Linked DNA regions of Mus musculus: region 2 is linked to region 1. A link is a contact called in public Hi-C data. All regions are on one chromosome and are shown on one strand. The core of a region is the stretch at or near the end of the contact, and the rest is flanking DNA. Distances in the headings are between cores, read along the strand shown. Region 1 overlaps Rab3c (RAB3C, member RAS oncogene family). Region 2 has its middle 79 kb from the start of Gpbp1.

Region 1 (3,343 bases), core at 601-3,100:
ACAGTATTCAGTAAATTACATGAGAGATCCAAGATTAATATAGAATAGGATTTATGTTGGATGCAGACTGATTTAACTGGAATGAACATGTCAAAGAAAGAGGCATGCTGTTTGTAGGCTAAGCATATTGAATGCATTGGTAGCCTCCGATGTTTTCAAATTACTGATAGGTTTACTGGGACATAATAATACCACGTTTAAGTCAACTACATCTGCAGTTACAAATGTGGGGCATTTACATTTCTTGGAGGCAAATAATAATAAGCATTTTTAATTAGAAATCAGTCCCCCGTGAGTTTAGTTGGTGGGATTTATTATCTACCACTGTCAGTTATGATAATTTTACCTTGAGAAAAGGAAAAATCACACCAACCAGGGTGCAAAGCTAATAAACAGATCTGGACCCCTGCCAGGTGTCTTAGCCCATCCTGGATTTGAGCCCTTTTGAGTTCCAAAACCAAACACACCAAACTGATTTAGAAGAGTCGAGGCTTGTTTGTTTTCCTTTCTTTTCTTTTTCAGTGCTGGTAATTAAAATGAGACAGTTTACATTTCTTATATTCAGCTTTAAAATTTTAGTAACATTGTTCTTAACACTTTTGTGTTGTGAGAAAAAGAAACTGGAAGTCAGTAGTTTATACAGACCTTTCTCACCTCGAACTGGATTCATTCATTCATTCATTCATACTTTAAATGCTGCACGGGTTAGATCTGGGTGTAGCATTGAGAAAGGCACAGCAGGCAGATTACTCTGAGATAAGGAGCCAAGGTGGGTTCTGCGTGAGAGTAGGAAATCAAGAGGATGGGGACATTTGTGAGATGGGCTAAGCAGGATGAAAGACTGGAATCTCTCTAGCAAAAATATAGTTTTCTACTCTGTGGCTCTTGGAGGGGATGGGGGCTTCCTAGGCGGCCGAATGTTGTGGAGATTTGAAGTAGTAAGATTTTTTTTTTTTCTTCCAAGAAAGGGCTTCACAGGTTAGCTCTGTTGAGTAAACCAATGATGATTAGAACAGGGCTTTGCCAAGGTCTTGAAAAGTCTTTCCATGGGTAGTCTAAGAGTTTGAGACCTGACATATAAGAGCAAATTGGGTATGCCACTTATGATCCTACAGGGTGTGGTATCACCAGCCAAGCCTCCATATTGCCTCTCATTCAAAGTGAGCTACTTTGAGCGTGAACTGAGTGCTATCGATGCTTACTGGGAGATGAATGAGCACCAGCTGGACCATCCTGAGCAATGTGGGATGCATGGAATGTACAGCCTCTCCGTTCATCAAGAGTATTTTCTGCCAGGCGTGGTGGCACACGCCTTTAATCCCAGCACTCGGGAGAAATACGCAGAGGCAGGCGAATTTCTGAGTTCGAGGCCAGCCTGGTCTACAAAGTGAGTTCCAGGACAGCCAGGGGTATACAGAGAAACCCTGTCTTGAAAAAAAAAAAGAGTATTTTCTGAGGATTAAATTCCAGCTGCCAATAAGGAAGACAGAGAGTTACGAGACATAGATGAGGCTAATAACAGGGCAAACTCAAAGGACTAGGAAAAGGTGGATGCAGGAGCTGTCCCTTTTTCATACATGGTTGTAAGCCTATCTAAGTATATCCAACACATTAGAGTATCCTTGATCTGTTTTCTACCTCCTGGGAAACCTTAGCCAGAAAGAATGTGAGCCAGCGGAAATAATGGTAGGGTGTCTGCACTTTTCCACAGACGGCTCCGTGCAGCCAGGTACTCAGAACATTTAAATAGCATTGCTGCGACTCCTTGCCAAATCCAGAAGTTGGCAATCCCTGTTCTTTCCTAAACACCGGCAATTAAGATTTAGATAAATCTTTAAAAACTGCTGAAGAGCAGTCAGTGCGAATGTGGAGCAGGTGGTTGGAGTTTTAAAAATAGGCACGGGGCGATGCTGTAGCCTCATTACAGTTGCTGACGACTCAACCTGCTTTAGTGTGCAATTGTTTTGCAGGCCCAAGGAGAAAATAATTAAAAAAAAAACTGAAGGAAAAAAAATTATCCTTCATTAAACTGGCGTGCCCGGAGGCAGTGGTATGGCCTGAGCTTGAAAAAGGACGGAAGGGGAGCATGTCTGTCACAGGCTGCTTGTGCTTCTTTGGAGTTGGTGCTGAGATTATTAAATGGTCCTTGGTGTGCAGAACTTAACACTGTAATGAGAAGCTGATGCTTATGGCACTGGATTAGTTGTGTGTGTGTGTGTGTGTGTGTGTGTGTGTGTGTGTACAACAGCAGCATCTTTTACTTTAGAAAGAGTTAATGTGTGCACAGAGAGGCTTGGTGGCTCGTTCTTAAGATTCATCTTTCGTTTTTATATACACTTCTTATGTCATACAGGAATAGACTTAATGGAGCCAACTTTTTAGAATTGAAGTGAATTTCATAGAAAAGAACTAGGTCGGTGGCTACTTGCAACACATAGAATCCTCATCTGGCTAAAGGGCCTCCAAGGATCCAGCATCCTGAAACTCTCAAGTCAAAGCCATGAAACCTTCAGATGCCACCTGACTGTTATCTTGGAGGGAGTCCGCCATCAGGGATGCATGCATTTCTCCAGCTGCTGTAGCTTTAGAGATGCGTTTGTGTATTCAGTCAACAAGGGATGGTATCTCACAGCTGTTGCCAACTTGACAGAAATGTAGGTGTGCTTGAGAAGAGAGAATCTCGTTGGAACAATTCCTTCCATCAGACTGGCCTCTGTGTGTGGCTGTGGGCCATTTTCTTGATTGCTAATTGACCTAGGAAGGCCCAGCCTACCATGGCTAGTACTACTCTAGGGAGGTTGGCCTGGATTGTATGCAAAAGGTATCTGAGCAAGCCAGAAGAAGCAAGGCCGAAAGTTAGCCAATATGGTCTCTGCTTCAGTTCCTGCCTTCGGTTCCTGCCTCTGCTTTCCTTGATGGCTGACTGTAACTGCTATGCCAAGTCAACTCTTCCTTAAGTTACTTTCGGTCATGGTGTTTATCACAGCAATAGAAAGCAAACTAGAATATGCTCCATTTCAGAGATCCTGATTTTTCTGATGTGATACACGTACACACACACACACACACACACACACACACATCTATATCTATCATCGATCGAGAGCTGGCCTGATTTTTTTTTAATGTCCCCTGAGTAATGCTGTTGTCCTGATTTATGCCCTGGCCATGTTCCCGTGCTATGCTCCACTCCTGATGGATTCCATGCTTCCTGTCCATTACCTCCAATCTACTGTTTAACCAGTGGTGTCAGCAGATTACCTACTATTATATAACCCAGCTTTTAGAAGATTCAACACTATCCTAATACATGAAGACTACTTTTATAATTTATATAGTGTAC
Region 2 (3,417 bases), core at 61-2,560, 1.3 Mb after region 1:
TAAATGTCCCAGCTCCTGTATCCAGTAGGTGGGGCCCATTGTGTCATGTGCAGTCAAGTCACTGAGGTTTAAAAACTAAGTTTTGATGTCAGTGTAGCCTAACCAAGATCCTGTCACTACAGCGGCTGTAATATACTAACTGCTCCACCCTGTGTGTGTGCGTGTGTGAGCGTGTGTGTGTGTGTGTGTGTGTGCACACGCGTGTGCATGTGCGCGCGCTCGCACAGACTAGTTTAAGTAATTTTCTTGGAAACTTATTTGAATTCAAAATAGACTTGCAGCATTTTTGATAGATTGTGGGTGGATGGATGGACAGACAGACGGACAGTGAACGGGAATACTAGCAATGATCTAGCATGGATATTCGTGTCTTGGGAGCAAACCCCAGTTACACTTCTCCCTGCCACAAATCTATACCACAGACCAACACTAAGAAAAATATAATTTAGTAGAAGAAGGTGAAGTCTGGGATCTACTTCAAATCTGATTCAGGGGCACAATTTTCCTTAAGAGACACTCTCTAGAATGACTTCGTTTTATAAGTGAGGGAGGAGAGGTTACGGAACTCACTCAAGGTTGCATAACTCATGAGAGACCGCCATCATAACCCAGTGCTCCAAGCTCAGTTGGCACCTCTATTAGATGTTTTTACCAGAATATATCACCCAGTACCAACCATGTGAGTCCCGGAGACAGAGCTCCACTCTCTGCCAGCAGTGACCACACTCAGCCATCATATACAGCCAAATGTGGCACGTCTTTTCTCCCACAACTTAGACGGGGGAATCAGAAGCGGCAACTGAGAAGATATCCTGGCTTATCAGTCCCATCTTAAGCAGAGGAAACAGGATTAGAATGAAGCACCGAGCCAAATCCAGCACAGCTTTCTGACTGTCCAGTGCATCCTTCGAGACACTACAGGGTCATCCCTATGAGCACGCTCACAGGACCCCACCCCACCCCACCCCCCAGGGTTTACAATCCGTAACAGAGAGAGAGAGAGAGGCTGCCTCTCCCCAGAAGACTCAGTATGTCCTAAGAGGACCAAAGTTAGCAGTCTTTGAAAATGAACTGAGAGAGGTCCCTGCAGAAACACTACCTACAAGTGTGTGTGCTTGGAAAGCAAATCATGGAGCCAGGGAGGTGATGTGGAGGAAAACACAAAGCAAGCACAAAGATTTGAGTGAGGCTGGGTGCAGAGAAGCATCTTGAATATCAGGGCAGCTCTTTCTTGACGCTAGTCAGCAAACACCTCCTCTTTTACAGGAAAACAGCTTTGGAGCTCGAATGAATTTTTGCCGACAGTGTTTTGCCGCCCTCTAGTGTTCGATTTTTAATTTTAAAAAGGCATTTAACACACCTGGATTAACGTGGCCTTTCATCCCTTCCAGTCTCCTGGAAGTTAATGGTTTTTGGACTGTCATTGCACTAGGCAGATTGAATCACAAACGTCAGTTAAAGACACAAGTTTCGTTGCTGTTTACTAACACAGGATCTTAGTATATAGCTCAGCCTGGCCTTGATCTCACTATCTTCCTTCCTCATCCTCCCAAATGGAACATGCATGCACGATCATGCCTGGTGCATGTTATAATAGACTCTTATGAAAATGTAACATACACATATGAGTGAACATTGTGAACAATAAATATGCTGTACAGTTAAAAAGAAAGCTAGGGTGCTTTCATTTTGTTTTTCTTCACCAAAAATACTGCAAATATTTGAGAAGACAGACATGTTTGTCATCATGTAAACGTCACATAAAATGTACATTTATCAAGACATCATGTGGTACTGATAAATATGTAAAGATGTGTATACCAATTTTAAAATAATACTTCTAAAAATCTAATACTTACCTGACAACTTCTTAGCACATAAATGTCCTTTCTGGGTATAGAATTTCAGTTATGTGCTATGCGTGCATTCTTGAGATCTCATGTGCAATAAAAAGGATGGCCACAACACATAGCCCTGTATTATTCAGTTTAAAAGGAAATTTTTACAAACGTTCTTTCTGCCTCTCCCTCAGATACCACCCACTAAACTGGGTTGCTTGAGTCCCACAAGCAAGGAGGAAACTCGAAAGACCACATGATAAAGCCAGGCTGTAAGTCACTATCTGGGTTACTCTAATATAGTTTAAGAAGAAAGTAACGCTATGCCTGAGAGAAGTCTTCAGTGCTCCGGTGATTTCCCAACCAGATCAGGCATCTGGAGACTAGTGTTTTATGTATAGAACCTTGACCCCAGAGCTTTTGAAAAAGTAGCATCAAGATATATATAAAAGAGAGGCGAGTGCGAGGCGATGTTTCCTGCCATGATGATAATAGATTAAACCATTATCTGAAATGCAAGCCATTTTTTTTTAAGTAAGAATTGTTGTGGCCATGGTTTCCTCTTCCGAGCTATTGAAACCCAAACAAGGACAGGGTATACTTGGACTTGGACGAAGAACCATCAATGAGAAGAGGATGCTAGGTAGGGGACACCAAGGAAAGGGGCGCATGCTGCACACATGCCCCAAGGTCCTAGCGCTCAACCTTCTTCTGTGCTCTCTCATCAAACAACACACAGCCTGCCCCGTGAATTAGCTAACAGCAAAGTTATAGAAGGGATGAGGATGGAGAGCGTAAGACAACCTTGTCTGCCATCATGCCACTGTGGACTGCTGCCCGCCCTGCACTTATGATCACTCTTGGTAACCAGTAGTCAGTGTCTGCTGATAGATATATATACCAATGATCAATACACCACCTCTGTGGAACAGAGGTAGGACTCCTGAATTCCTATTTGAAAGTTTTGTGTGTGTGTGCATGTGTGTATATATATATATGTGTATATATATATATATATATATATATATATGTATATGTATATATATGTATATATATATTAAAGAATTATTACATTTGTTAAAGGACTTGTCATATATGGCAGGATTTATTTTTAAAACTGCCTTACAGAGGTGGACATTCATTGAAGTGGGGCGGCTAAGGATCTAGTGGGAAAGAAAGGTGTCATTCACCAAGACTCTTTGGTACCTTTTTTTTCCCCCAGAGAGTGGGATGGAGTGGAGTGGGGGGACATAGTTTCTCTGTGTAGCCCTGGCTGTACTAGAACTTGATCCATAGACCAGGCTGGCCTCAAACTTGACATCCACCTGTCTTTGCCTCCTGAGTGCTGGGATTAAAGGCATTCACCGCCACCACCAGGCCCTTCGGTACATTTTTAAATGTGTGTTTTGTTGTCAAATTACTTTTAAAAAATACATGTTTTTCCCCAAGGCAAAGTAAAGTCAGTGTCTAAAATGTCTGATTCTGGACCCTGGAATTGGAGAGAATGTGGAGGAGGGAAGCTATCTACTGAATCATTTAGTAGTTTGGTGGCCTTGTTTTTGTATGTAAAAAGCATTTC

What was found. Hi-C and Micro-C count contacts between places; a contact is called where the count stands out from the background.
Region 2: a Hi-C map of cortical neurons shows a contact between it and region 1, with 3 times the contacts expected there. The contact joins two enhancer-like sites. A contact is called at or near these places in 1 of 15 datasets of contacts at CTCF or cohesin (large pre-B cells), 52 of 484 Hi-C or Micro-C datasets (B cells, the C2C12 cell line, CD4 T cells and 34 more), 4 of 115 datasets of contacts at active chromatin or transcription factors (astrocytes, bone marrow-derived dendritic cells, fibro-adipogenic progenitors and 1 more) and 1 of 9 other capture datasets (embryonic stem cells).

What each region holds. Positions count from the first base shown.
Region 1 is chr13:110,073,976-110,077,318 of GRCm38.p6, forward strand. The region is part of intron 4 of Rab3c (RAB3C, member RAS oncogene family); the gene reads right to left. Among named protein-coding and RNA genes, the nearest start is that of Gm32881, 69 kb to the left of the region's middle. Within about 2 kb of position 1,851, at least 6 of the 459 cell types and tissues checked have an H3K27ac peak or open chromatin away from gene starts, as enhancers often do. A contact at or near this core is called in cortical neurons, where this site is marked.
Region 2 is chr13:111,409,776-111,413,192 of GRCm38.p6, forward strand. No RefSeq gene overlaps it. Among named protein-coding and RNA genes, the nearest start is that of Gpbp1, 79 kb to the right of the region's middle. Within about 2 kb of position 1,311, at least 13 of the 459 cell types and tissues checked have an H3K27ac peak or open chromatin away from gene starts, as enhancers often do. A contact at or near this core is called in cortical neurons, where this site is marked.